Regions from separate parts of the Mus musculus genome. Here all the other regions are linked to region 3. A link is a contact called in public Hi-C, HiChIP or PLAC-seq and promoter capture Hi-C data. All regions are on one chromosome and are shown on one strand. The core of a region is the stretch at or near the end of the contact, and the rest is flanking DNA. Distances in the headings are between cores, read along the strand shown. Region 1 has its middle 30 kb from the start of Gm30633. Region 2 holds the start of Tcim (transcriptional and immune response regulator). Region 3 holds the start of Golga7 (golgi autoantigen, golgin subfamily a, 7). Region 4 has its middle 22 kb from the start of 9130214F15Rik.

Evidence for each region. Promoter capture Hi-C pulls out the DNA fragments that hold promoters and counts their contacts. A called contact is a pair of places that touch in the nucleus more often than the background predicts. HiChIP or PLAC-seq counts read pairs in DNA pulled down with a chosen protein or histone mark.
Region 1: a contact with region 3 is called in a Hi-C map of nephron progenitors, with 6 times the contacts expected there. The contact joins the enhancer-like site here to the promoter of Golga7 in region 3. A contact is called at or near these places in 4 of 39 promoter capture datasets (cranial neural crest, hippocampal neurons, liver and 1 more), 1 of 484 Hi-C or Micro-C datasets (nephron progenitors) and 2 of 115 datasets of contacts at active chromatin or transcription factors (astrocytes and embryonic forebrain).
Region 2: a promoter capture Hi-C map of liver shows a contact between it and region 3, with 5 times the contacts expected there. The contact joins the promoter of Tcim here to the promoter of Golga7 in region 3. A contact is called at or near these places in 6 of 39 promoter capture datasets (the 3T3-L1 cell line, cranial neural crest, embryonic stem cells and 2 more) and 5 of 115 datasets of contacts at active chromatin or transcription factors (astrocytes, embryonic fibroblasts, embryonic stem cells and 2 more).
Region 4: an H3K4me3 HiChIP or PLAC-seq map of forebrain shows a contact between it and region 3, with 35 times the contacts expected there. The contact joins the enhancer-like site here to the promoter of Golga7 in region 3. A contact is called at or near these places in 7 of 39 promoter capture datasets (the 3T3-L1 cell line, 3T3-L1-derived adipocytes, the C10 cell line and 3 more), 1 of 15 datasets of contacts at CTCF or cohesin (pro-B cells), 10 of 484 Hi-C or Micro-C datasets (B cells, the G1E-ER4 cell line, cerebellum and 3 more) and 3 of 115 datasets of contacts at active chromatin or transcription factors (embryonic forebrain, forebrain and large pre-B cells).

The regions. Positions count from the first base shown.
Region 1 is chr8:24,350,442-24,353,141 of GRCm38.p6, reverse strand. No RefSeq gene overlaps it. Among named protein-coding and RNA genes, the nearest start is that of Gm30633, 30 kb to the left of the region's middle. Within about 2 kb of position 1,256, at least 16 of the 459 cell types and tissues checked have an H3K27ac peak or open chromatin away from gene starts, as enhancers often do. A contact at or near this core is called in nephron progenitors, where this site is marked.
Region 2 is chr8:24,437,519-24,440,218 of GRCm38.p6, reverse strand. It overlaps Tcim (transcriptional and immune response regulator), which reads left to right and starts at 1,273. Exons shown (of 1, transcript NM_026931.3): 1 at 1,273-2,700. The coding sequence starts at 1,323. The coding sequence ends at 1,643.
Region 3 is chr8:23,255,635-23,258,334 of GRCm38.p6, reverse strand. Golga7 (golgi autoantigen, golgin subfamily a, 7) reads left to right here and starts at 1,255. Exons shown (of 5, transcript NM_020585.2): 1 at 1,255-1,661. The coding sequence starts at 1,551.
Region 4 is chr8:24,523,843-24,526,542 of GRCm38.p6, reverse strand. No RefSeq gene overlaps it. Among named protein-coding and RNA genes, the nearest start is that of 9130214F15Rik, 22 kb to the right of the region's middle. Within about 2 kb of position 1,357, at least 35 of the 459 cell types and tissues checked have an H3K27ac peak or open chromatin away from gene starts, as enhancers often do. A contact at or near this core is called in cortical neurons and forebrain, where this site is marked.

The sequences.
Region 1 (2,700 bases), core at 7-2,506, 1.1 Mb before region 3:
TTTTCCATGAGTGTGGAAAAGTCAATACAGACTCATATACACACATATATACTCATATATCTCCTACACAGACACACACGTGTGCACATCCCCTGTACACATATATACACACACATACATACAGGCATTCATACATCTCCTACACACATATATCCCCTATACACATACATCCCCTACACATACACCACACATACATCCCATACACACACACACACACACACACACACACACACACACACACACACACACACACACAAATACATACATCCCCCCCGCCCCCAATCTTCTGGAGATAAGAAATCACCTTCACAGAGCTTAGGTATTTCAGAAAAGAAAACTCAGAGGAGGGTTAAATTGTCCTGTGTTACTCTGACACTTCAGGAAGGAATTATTTTCCAGGTGTCTTCTCAGGTGTCAATTAGTGATGTCCAGGACACCACGGTGAAGCAGAGCCCTTCACAGGGCAGCCACAAAGCAGGGGTGAGAATCCAGGGAGGAAGCAGATCCCAAAGCTCTGTCCCCTGTGACCTACTTCCTCCAACTCCCCACCCTGACCTTCCGTCCCCTCCTGTCATGCCACCATGTCATGAATGTAAGGGATTGAGCTACATCAGAGCTACCCTATTGCTTCTGCAGACTGCACCCATCCTGGACAGTCAGGGCTCGCCCTCCCTCATCCCCTAGGCATTTCCTAACCTATCGAGGTTGAGAATCACAGGGACATGTACAAGATGTTGGAATTGAGCCTCGAGTGCTGTAATGTTGCGAATTTACTAGGATCACGCAAAGCTCATGAGATTATTCTCTCGGAAGCAGACGCGAAGTGAGCCTCGGTCCACTACGGTGCTGTGTGATAAATGAGTGGCCCACTGCTTTCTTTTCTTTAATTGAAAAACCATTTGTCAACATGAAAATGTATTTCCATGGACAGATTGGTCTCCAGGAATTTCCTAAAGTAAACAGCAACACTGTTTTCATCGGTCTTTTGTCTTGTCTTTCAGGGGAGAAAGAACAGTTACATAAACAGAGAAGGTCTCCCTTCTCAGCCTTGATAATTCAGCCCCTGAGACACGGGCACCTTTCCTCCAGCCCCTGTCCTTCCCCAGTCCTTCCTTCCAGTCCCTCCTCCTTCCTCTCTGCTTTACAGCTTTGCTTCTGTCCTTCCGGAGAAGACTCCAGCCAGAGCTGTCTTTGCTCCCAGGGCTTCCCAGGCTCCGGCTCCCCCAGAGTGGAGGTTCTCCAATTGCCTTGTGTCTTCTGCCTCCTGAGTTTCCTTTGCAAACACTCCGGGGGTGGCGAGTCCTCTGACACCTGACCACAGGGAACACAGACTCGTTCCTTTCCTCTCCTCCCTGTTCTCCTCCTCCTTGCTTTCATTCTCTCAACCTCTCCCAAGGATTCAAGCGCTCAAAAAGTGTTTCATTTCACCTTAACAGTTGACTTTTTTATCTGTGAGATCGGCTGGGATATAATCCTAAAGTGAAACTAAATAAAGCCAGTGTCTTTTGGAATTTTATAGGAGGTATATTACTTTGCTCTAGCCTTTAGCCTTTGCCTGGGAAATGACAGTGGTTTCAAGCTTATAACTTAATAATGATTACCTTCGAGGCAGTCTCTTCAGTCAATAATCGGAGCCACTAGCTGACCTCCCAGGTGACCATTCAATGATTAAAAATATTCCAGAGTTAATCATAGCCCAATTTTTAAAGAAACAAGAGCAGCCTCATTTTATTAGTAATAAACCCCACGGCACTTCTATGACAGCCCTTTCCCTGTACGCACAGGTAAGAATGAGGGGAGAAAGACACAGACTCTCTGTCTATTCCTATAAGAGTGTGCAAGAAAAGTGGCACACGTTCCACACATCATATTTATTAATTTTATTTTATTTTTTGTTATGGAATCTTCATATGTACTGTAATGGTTCATTTCAGTTGCCAACTAATTTAATTGAGAAAACAAACAAACAAAAAAGAGTTTAAAGAGATAGACACTGGGCACATTTGTGAGGGAATGTTCAGGAAGGTTCAGTTGAGGAGGGGAGGCCATGCCGGATGTCTTGTGCTGGGACTGAGGAGAAATCCACATGAGCACCAGCACCATCTATCTCTTCCTTCCTAACTGAGGGTGTGACATGAGCAGCCACCCAGCACTCCAGACAACACGCTTTCCCACGGTGATTGACTAAGACTCTCCTTAAACTAAGTTGAGGAAGATTATAAATATACACACACATTGGCAGACACATATGTATACAGACATATACACAGACTCTAGACACATATACACACAAAGAGACACACATATATACACATATATGTATACATACATACATACTTAGACACATAATACTCATACATGCATGCATACATATATACTTACACACACAAAGATACAGACACACATAAACACATACTCATACACACAGACTCACAGACACATACACACAGAGAGACACATATAGACACACACATCCATACATAATACATATATACACAGACACATACACAGACTCTAGACATATATACACACAGACAGACACATATAGACACACCTATATACATACATACATACAGAAACACATACACATTTAGGCACATACACATACAGACAGACACATATACACACAAAGAGACACACATACACATATATGCATACGTAATCGGTGCATACACAGACACATATATACACACAGAGACA
Region 2 (2,700 bases), core at 24-2,523, 1.2 Mb before region 3:
ACACTGTAATTTCACATAATAGTCATATCTTCAAGTAATAAATTAAAAGTTGAAGATAGCATCATTCTGATTATGCTGAGTGATTCCAAAGTAGCCTTCAAAACAAAAGGTTTTGAAAAATGCAAAAGGTTTTGACATATGCAAAAATGTCTCACTCCTTTCTCCTAGTGAGACATAAACTTTATTAAGGTAAAATAAATGATTTTATTTCTATTTTATTCATTTAATTTAATTCTGAGACAGGGCATTCATTCCTGTGTAGTTCAGTCTGTCCTGCAGCTTGCTAGCCTGCCTCAGCCTTCTAAGACAGATGGGGTTATAGGTGTGTGATTTTCTTGACTATAAGTGAAATAACATTAAAAGTCCATTCTAGTTTCTTGGAGGACCAGAAAGGAGAGTAGAGATTTGAATCATAAAGAGGAATCTCTAGGTCAGAGGAAGGTGACATTTAGCATAGAACAGCTGTACGTATCTGAGTCTTGTGGATAGCAAAAGTAATAGATTAAAAGCGTGTAATGAAGATAGCAGCATTCTGATAATGCTGAGTGACTCCAAAGTAGCCCTCAAAACAAAAGATCAGCTCATTCCTTGTGGGCATTAAGTACCCACAGCACCACCATTAACCTTTGCTCCTTGCTTTTGAATAGTTGTTGCTGTCAATACTTACACAAGCTGGGGAGCTACCATCTGCCGCTATTACTGTTTAAATTGCAGTTCCCAGCAGAAATTACATACAGCACTCAGGTACAGTTTGAGATTTGTGCTTTCGGGCTGAGCCATGTCAGTAAACTTTAGCTCCAGAGTCAGACTTCCTGTCCTCCCAAGCATTTTTTTTTTTCTTCTGACTTCCTCACCCTCACCCTGATAGGGACAGGCAAAAGGCACACAGACCTAGGCTGCCAGGGTCTGGCCCACACTTTAAAACTTTTGTACTAATTGAAACTCTGTTGAGCTTGGCAGAACTCCTTGTTTCAATCGTAGGCAAAGATTTGGAGCCTTTTCTTTTCTCTCTCTCTCCTGATTTCGGCTTCTGGAAGGAAGAGCCAGTTTGTAAGGCACAATGCCGTCTGAGGTGTAAAGAGGCAAGCTTGTAGCCAGCTATCTCTAAACAAGCTTTGAAATGCATTCTAGCATCCGGAGCCAGATCTTTGGCAAGGCAACTGTTAATGTTCTGTGGTTTTTTCCTCCCTGGGATCAATGTGACGTCACCAGTGTAATTTGAGTCCCGAGCTTTGTTCACCCTTTAAATAGCCGTCCTGGGACGATTTTTACAACAGACTCCCCTGGAAGTGCCCAAGCTGAGCCGTGGAAGACCCACATCGATGAAAGCCAAGCCAAGCCATCAAGCCACCAGCATGTCCTCGTCTCTTCGAGTAAGCCCGTCCATCCACGGCTACCACTTCGACACAGCCGCTCGCAAGAAAGCTGTGGGCAACATCTTTGAGAACATAGACCAGGAGTCCCTGCAGAGGCTCTTCAGGAACTCCGGAGACAAGAAGGCAGAGGAGCGGGCCAAGATCATTTTTGCCATCGACCAAGATTTGGAGGAGAAAACTCGAGCCCTCATGGCCCTGAAGAAGAGGACAAAAGACAAGCTTCTTCAGTTTCTCAAACTGCGGAAATATTCCATCAAGGTACACTGAGCACAGCAGGCTGGGCAAGAGCGTATCCACCAATGGACCTTTAAAGACCCAGTGAGCCTGCCAGCTCTGGCACGGGCAGTGTCCCGCGAAAAGGCTTGAGAGCTTCCTCCGACAGGACCCCGAGGATGGAAAGGGACATACATAACTCACCAGCTACACAGACTTGCAACTCATTGCAGCCCTGAGCTGTCCCACTGGGAGCCAAGTGCCTTCAGCAGGCGTTGAGAACTCTCACAGCAGGAAAGGACATAGCCTGAGAGGATGGAGGCACTGACCAGAACACTGCGTTTGTGGGGACTGAGTGCACGCACCCAGGGCCGTTGGCAAGGCCCTAAGACTAAACTCAAACCTAACTTGGTTTTTGTTCTTGTTGTTCGGTTTATTATTTTGTTTTCTTTTTTCTTTTCTTCCTTTTTTCTTTTTTTAAATATTGAAGTGGGGAGGGAGGGAAGAGAAGGAATATGAAGCATAAGTGGTTTACTGAAGTTTTGTGTGTTTTTTTTTTTAAATCTGAATGTTTAAAAATGTGGCTAAATCTCCGTGCTGTTTATTGGTCAAGATTTTTAGAGATCAGTAATTGTCTGCTTGCATTGAATACAATGGCTAAGACAGTGCACCCCCTGCTGTTAAAGTCAAAGAACTGGATGCCTGGCCCAGCCCAGTAAAACCCCACAGCATGGGCTATGTTTCTACAGGATTTGTACACACTTCAAAATGGTTTGCACAAAGCTGAAATAATGGGGCCCTTCATAAATCCGAAGGACTGTGAACAACTTTCGAATGTGCTTTTTAAAACTCTCTGACTAATGCTAAAATCTAATCTAATTAAATGTCCTCCAGACACTGTAGTAAGCATTAGGAAATGAATATGGGGGATTTTAGAAGGATGCTGTGGGTTTTTTAAAATTATTTATTATGCATTGTAAGTGATACATAGCCCTAATAAATTATTATCAACTTAGCTTCTCTTTGCTCTGTGGTGATCCGTCCCCAAGGGAAAAATATAGGATGGTAAATTTTGATCATTGTAAACTTTTCTAGGGGTTGACTCTAAATC
Region 3 (2,700 bases), core at 6-2,505:
GTACGTGAATGAATAAATGGGGAAAGTCACAGAAATGAAATTACGTATGGCACAACAGAGGAATCTCAGTAGAATCTATACAATAAGAAGGAGACGAAAAACTCTGATTCAATTTAAGTGAAAGTTAAGAAAACACAAGTTTGTTTCTAGTGACAGAAAGGTTAGTACTGGGCAAAGGGGGTCTGCTGAATGGCTGAAAGGTATGACTGTAAAGAGTAAGGAAGTTTTTAGAGGTGGTGTTTATTATCTTGATTGTACTGATGGTTTAAGGGCATGGACGTGGTAGAAGTTAACAAATTATGTCCACGTTAAATGAGTGGGTTTACTATACACCCTTTATTGGGATAAAGCTATTCATTTTTGAGACAGGGTCTCACCATGACGATCTGGCTGGCCTGGTACTATTTAGGTAAACTGGGGTGGGCTTGAACTCAGAGATCACCAGGGAGTGGACGACCTCTGCCCTGTCCCCCGCCCTATGCTGGAAATTTTTTTAATGCTATTTTTAAAACCCCAAAAGAGAAATCAATTATCGTGACAACTGATCAAGTATCTAATCAATTATCAGTATACTAAAAAGTTGTACTAGAACATCGCCACCACCAGACGTGCATAGGGATTTTCCTGGATGTCTTGCAAAGATACAGTCAGTAAAGTGGGGACCAATGAGAGAGAACTGTTGTTGGTCCAGTCGGGTCACCTAAGCGGGTATAGCTGGTGTACATGTCTCTGGGACGAAAAAAACCAACACCTCAAGAAGAATTGGAGAAGGGATGCAGGATAATGCAGAACAGGAATACCATCTCCTCACTCTCGTTCAAGAGGGTTCCAGGGGCCAAATGCATCCCCAGTAGTGCGCTTTGTAGTTGTAAATATCTGTGTCTGTTGGAATTGGAGAGTGACGGTTGTTTTTGTGGAGCGAGGTGGGTTAGCCCACGTGAAAGCTGGAACGCTTAATCAAGAAGGGAACTATTCCTGTGCCCACAAACCACTTCACCACAACCAACAGGGAATTCCGAGTCTCTAACCCCGGCGTCTTTCCCGGAACTCCCGGATCCACCGATCACGTCCACCTCATCATCATCATCTTCTTCCGCCCGGAAGGGTTTCATTCGCCTACACTAGGAAGACTTCTCTCCCAGCCACCGCGCACCTCACCGCAACGCGCAGCCGCGGAGGCGTCGCTTTACGGCCGGAGGGGGCGGGGTGTCAACGTGCGGCACAGAAGGTGTTCGGGAGAGGCTAGGTTTTTTTGCGACAGGACGTAAGCGGCGACGGAGGTGGCGCGACAGCTGCTGGAGGGCCGAGGAGGCGGGTTTGTGTTTCCAGGGCCGAACCAGGATGTGGGGGGGCGCGGGTCCTGGGCTTGGGTAGCTTGGAGTCCCTCGGCTACAGCCATGAGTGAAGGGGATCGGCGAGGGGGGAGGCCTGGGGCGTCTTTGGGCGGTGGGTGGCTCCGAAGGGCTGGCGGGCCGGAGAGCCGGCTCTAGGCCGGCCATCTGACCCCGTGTCTTGCCCGAACTCGCAGAGCGGCGGGTCCTGTCCTCGCCATGAGGCCGCAGCAGGCACCGGTGTCCGGGAAGGTGTTCATTCAGCGAGACTACAGCAGCGGCACGCGCTGCCAGTTCCAGACCAAGTTCCCCGCGGAGCTGGAGAACAGGGTATGCAGCCCGGCTTCCCCTGCTCCTGGCCCTGCTCCTGGCCCTGCCCCTGGCCCTGGGGAGGGGAGAGTCCCTGGAGCGGGAGGGAGTGTCTCACGGTTCGGGAGAGCATGAGACGTCAGGATTCATGGGAAAAGATATACGAAGGAGGTACGGTCTAGTATTTGGAGAAAGACCACTAAGGCTAATGCTCAGAGTACAGTGATCATATAGAACTTTTAGGATGCTGGCCCGCAGTCCACCCAAGAGTGTCCTTAACAGGATGCCGACACACACACACACACACACACACACACACACACGGTACTTGACACCTGGTTGAAGCTCACACACACACACACACTCACTCAGTTATTGACATCTTGATGAGGTGCTAATTCCTGGAACTCCAGGCCACCTCATACCTCCTGTGGTAACCTATATCCTACTGCCTCAGACACGCGAAAGACAGCGTCATAGTCATGACTGGTATCTGTGGTCACTGTGCTGGTCATACTGTTCAGCTGAAAGGGTTTATTAGGGATGTGCTCGGCAGTCCAGACAGGCCTTCTTGGAACCTGAAAAACGTACACGGTCCCGGGCAGGAACGGCAAAGGAACTTGTAGCTGAACCAACCCTGACTCCCAGTCATTATCACTGGGAACTTCCTGTTTGCCTTGCATATCAAAACGGTCATGGGGCAGAGGTCCTTTGGGCAACCTTGTAAACAAAGATGAGATTTGTGTACCATTCCTTCAGATTTAACCACACCAAAAAAAAAACAAAAAAAATCTACTCGTCTACCCAATGTGATCCTCCTTTTGTTCTTCAGCGATATTACTCAGATTCTATTTCCTGTTCATAAATCAGTTTCTGAAGGATGAGGAACTTGGAGGGTAATTAAGCATGGTGTGGGTGTGGGGCTAAGAAATGCTGCTTGTGGACTAGGTAGGTGGAGATGAGTGTGTACTAGAGAAATGTGTGCCAGCCATTTAAAATCAGAGGGGTGGTTTGTAGGCTGGGTGTGTGGCTTAGTGCACAGAGCCTGTTTTTTCCAGGT
Region 4 (2,700 bases), core at 108-2,607, 1.3 Mb before region 3:
TGCTTTGTAACTGTGAAGTGTGTGTAGACTTTACATGCCAACATCCCTGTACACTCTGACCCCAAGCCTAACCAACATTAGAGATGGGGACAGCTTTTGATTGTGTCAGGAATCTTGCACCAAAGACTTTCCCTTAGAGCCAACGAGGCACACAGCCTTTTCTAGCAAAATGACTCCAAAATTACTTATTAATTATATACATACTTGTTACTTTATCATCCATTGATATGATTTCTCTCATACAAATACTTTTTTTTAAGTCTCATCTGTCAACTAACACAGACAGTAGTCATTAATAGTGTGACTAATCAAACATACAAATAAAATACATCCACACGTGCCTGCTGGCATTTCAGTTACTTAAACACAGAGGGAAAAAAAGAAAGATGTAAATCACCACAGTCACAATGTGAACGATGAACTTCACTGTGTCTCAGCACAGCACAGAGGGAAAGGCCAGGATCGTCATGCACTGCAGTGGCAGGCTGTTGTCATCTCCCTCTGGGGACAATTCATGGGGCACTGCTGGGTACCACAAGTCACTGCTGTCAACACCAATGCTTGGCTGCAAAGGGTGACAAGGATCCATGCATGTGGATAATATATATAATATTCACTAGTCACTTTTAACCCACAGTTTGAGCCTGTAGACTCTTTCTTTAACCCTTTGCTGGGAAAAAACTTAGGGCATTAGCCTACCGACAAAAGAAAGACCCAACAAGCTGGCTCGGACACCCTGATTGTCTGGGGAGCCCAGGTTACCCCACAGCCAGCAGTGTCTAGATTGTGCTCTGGAGTGTGGGAGATTGGAATTCTTAGCTAGACTGGTGTCAAGCTCCTGGGGTTTAGAGTCCACTTCCTGGGTTCTTTTCTGACTGTGCAGTTGGTACTGATCCAGCGAGCGTGGGGGCAGGGTCAATGGGGCAGCCCCTGCATGCAACAGAATAGAGATGAGTGCAGAGGACACTGAGGCAGGGGCGGACCGCATCTGTGTCTCCTGCTCATCTCTGAGTCCTAGGAAGACTGACTGAGCTCAACTCCCAGTATATGATCTGAGAATTTTGATTTAAATGTGGACTTGGGTCATGGTGGATGTCATATGACTTACTGGAATAATTTTCTATGCTGCTGCTTTGTAACTGTGCAGAATTTATATGCCAACATCCCTTTGCACTCTGACCCCAACTCTAACCCTAATGGCTTTTGATTGCTTAGTTTTTGCTTGCAGATCTGGCTATTGACCACAAGAGGGCAGTAGCAACCTACAAATCTTTACGGCACGCTCAAAGGCGCGGATTCTGTGTTTGCTTGTCTCAGGCGGAAATATGCATATTTTTGGAAGTCTTTCTTTTCTCCACAGGGGCCCTGGGAAGACCTTGAGAAGTTATTTCACCCCAGGTGATGCCTTCAGCCAGAACCACATTAAATCAGCACAGATGGCTCTCTCTGGGCTCAAGAGCAAACGGCAGTTTATTTGTAAAAGCTGAAGTTAATAATGATAATGATGTACAATAGATATGATAAAGGAAAACCCTGATAGATTTATTTTAACAGGAGAGACGCTCTCCTTGTCTCCACGATCAGTGTTATCTGTCCAGGAAGCTTAAATGGAGACAAATTAGGAATTCAGCAACAGGAGCAAGCTTTGGGGAGATCACACGGAAGGTCAGGTACACGGGAGAAGCCACATGGCTGCCAGGCTTAGAGAGCAATTAGTTGGGGTTCTGTCTTAAAAAATACAGGAGAAAAAAAGGCAGATAGCACCATGGAAATGAAGTATCTTTCTCTTGCTTTCCCTTATCCCAGCCGTGTTTCCCTTGGTGGGACATGTGCCCTCCTACTATGGAAAACTCAGTGTGTGCCAAGCCTTTCCCCCTAAGAGTGTCCTGAACCCCACTGCAGCTCAGGATGGGTCCAAAGCATTGATTGATCAAGGCAATAATCAATTGATCAGGGCAACAATCAATTGGTCTCCCTGATTGTTCATTACCACAAAGCCCAACCTTCTCATAAAATACCAAGTACACATAAAAGAATATAAACTGCACGTGCACATGTGTGTGTGTGTGTGTGTGTGTGTGTGTGTGTGTGTGTGTGTGTGTGAGGAAACCAGTAAAATAGCTTGTCCAGACTACACACTGTTGCCGCCGTACTGCCACAGGGCCAAAGTCGACTTCAGATTCGTGTCTGCAGGTGGACCGTGTAAAGCCCACTGGACACATTCACACCAGCCTCCCTGTCTGTGACACCCACCACGCTCTGAGTCCCGGTTCCTCCGCTGAACATAGTTGGAGCCCTGGGAGTGTGGGGAGCAGGGGAGCAGCTTCAGGCCGTCAGGATGGAGACACAGCAGGATACGCTGTCTGTCACAAACCCCTATCAGCTTATGTGTGCAGAGTGTAGTGTAACTGGTTGCTGTGTTGTTATGGTTGCTAGGGATTGTTACTCACTGTTAAGGGCCTGGAAGGAAAGCTTCCTTCTTAATCATAAGGCATTATAGAGTGGAGAAGGCCCTGTGTTTCCACACTCCCAAGGCTGTCAGCAAGAAAGGCTGCAGTCTGGGATCCTACGGTCTGGGAAGGCAGAGCTGATTGCCTTCTCTCTCTCTCTCTCTCTCTCTCTCTCTCTCTCTCTCTCAGTCTCTCTCTCAGTGTTTTTCTGACACTAATTTCTGCCCTGGCCACCCCGGAAGGCTGTTCC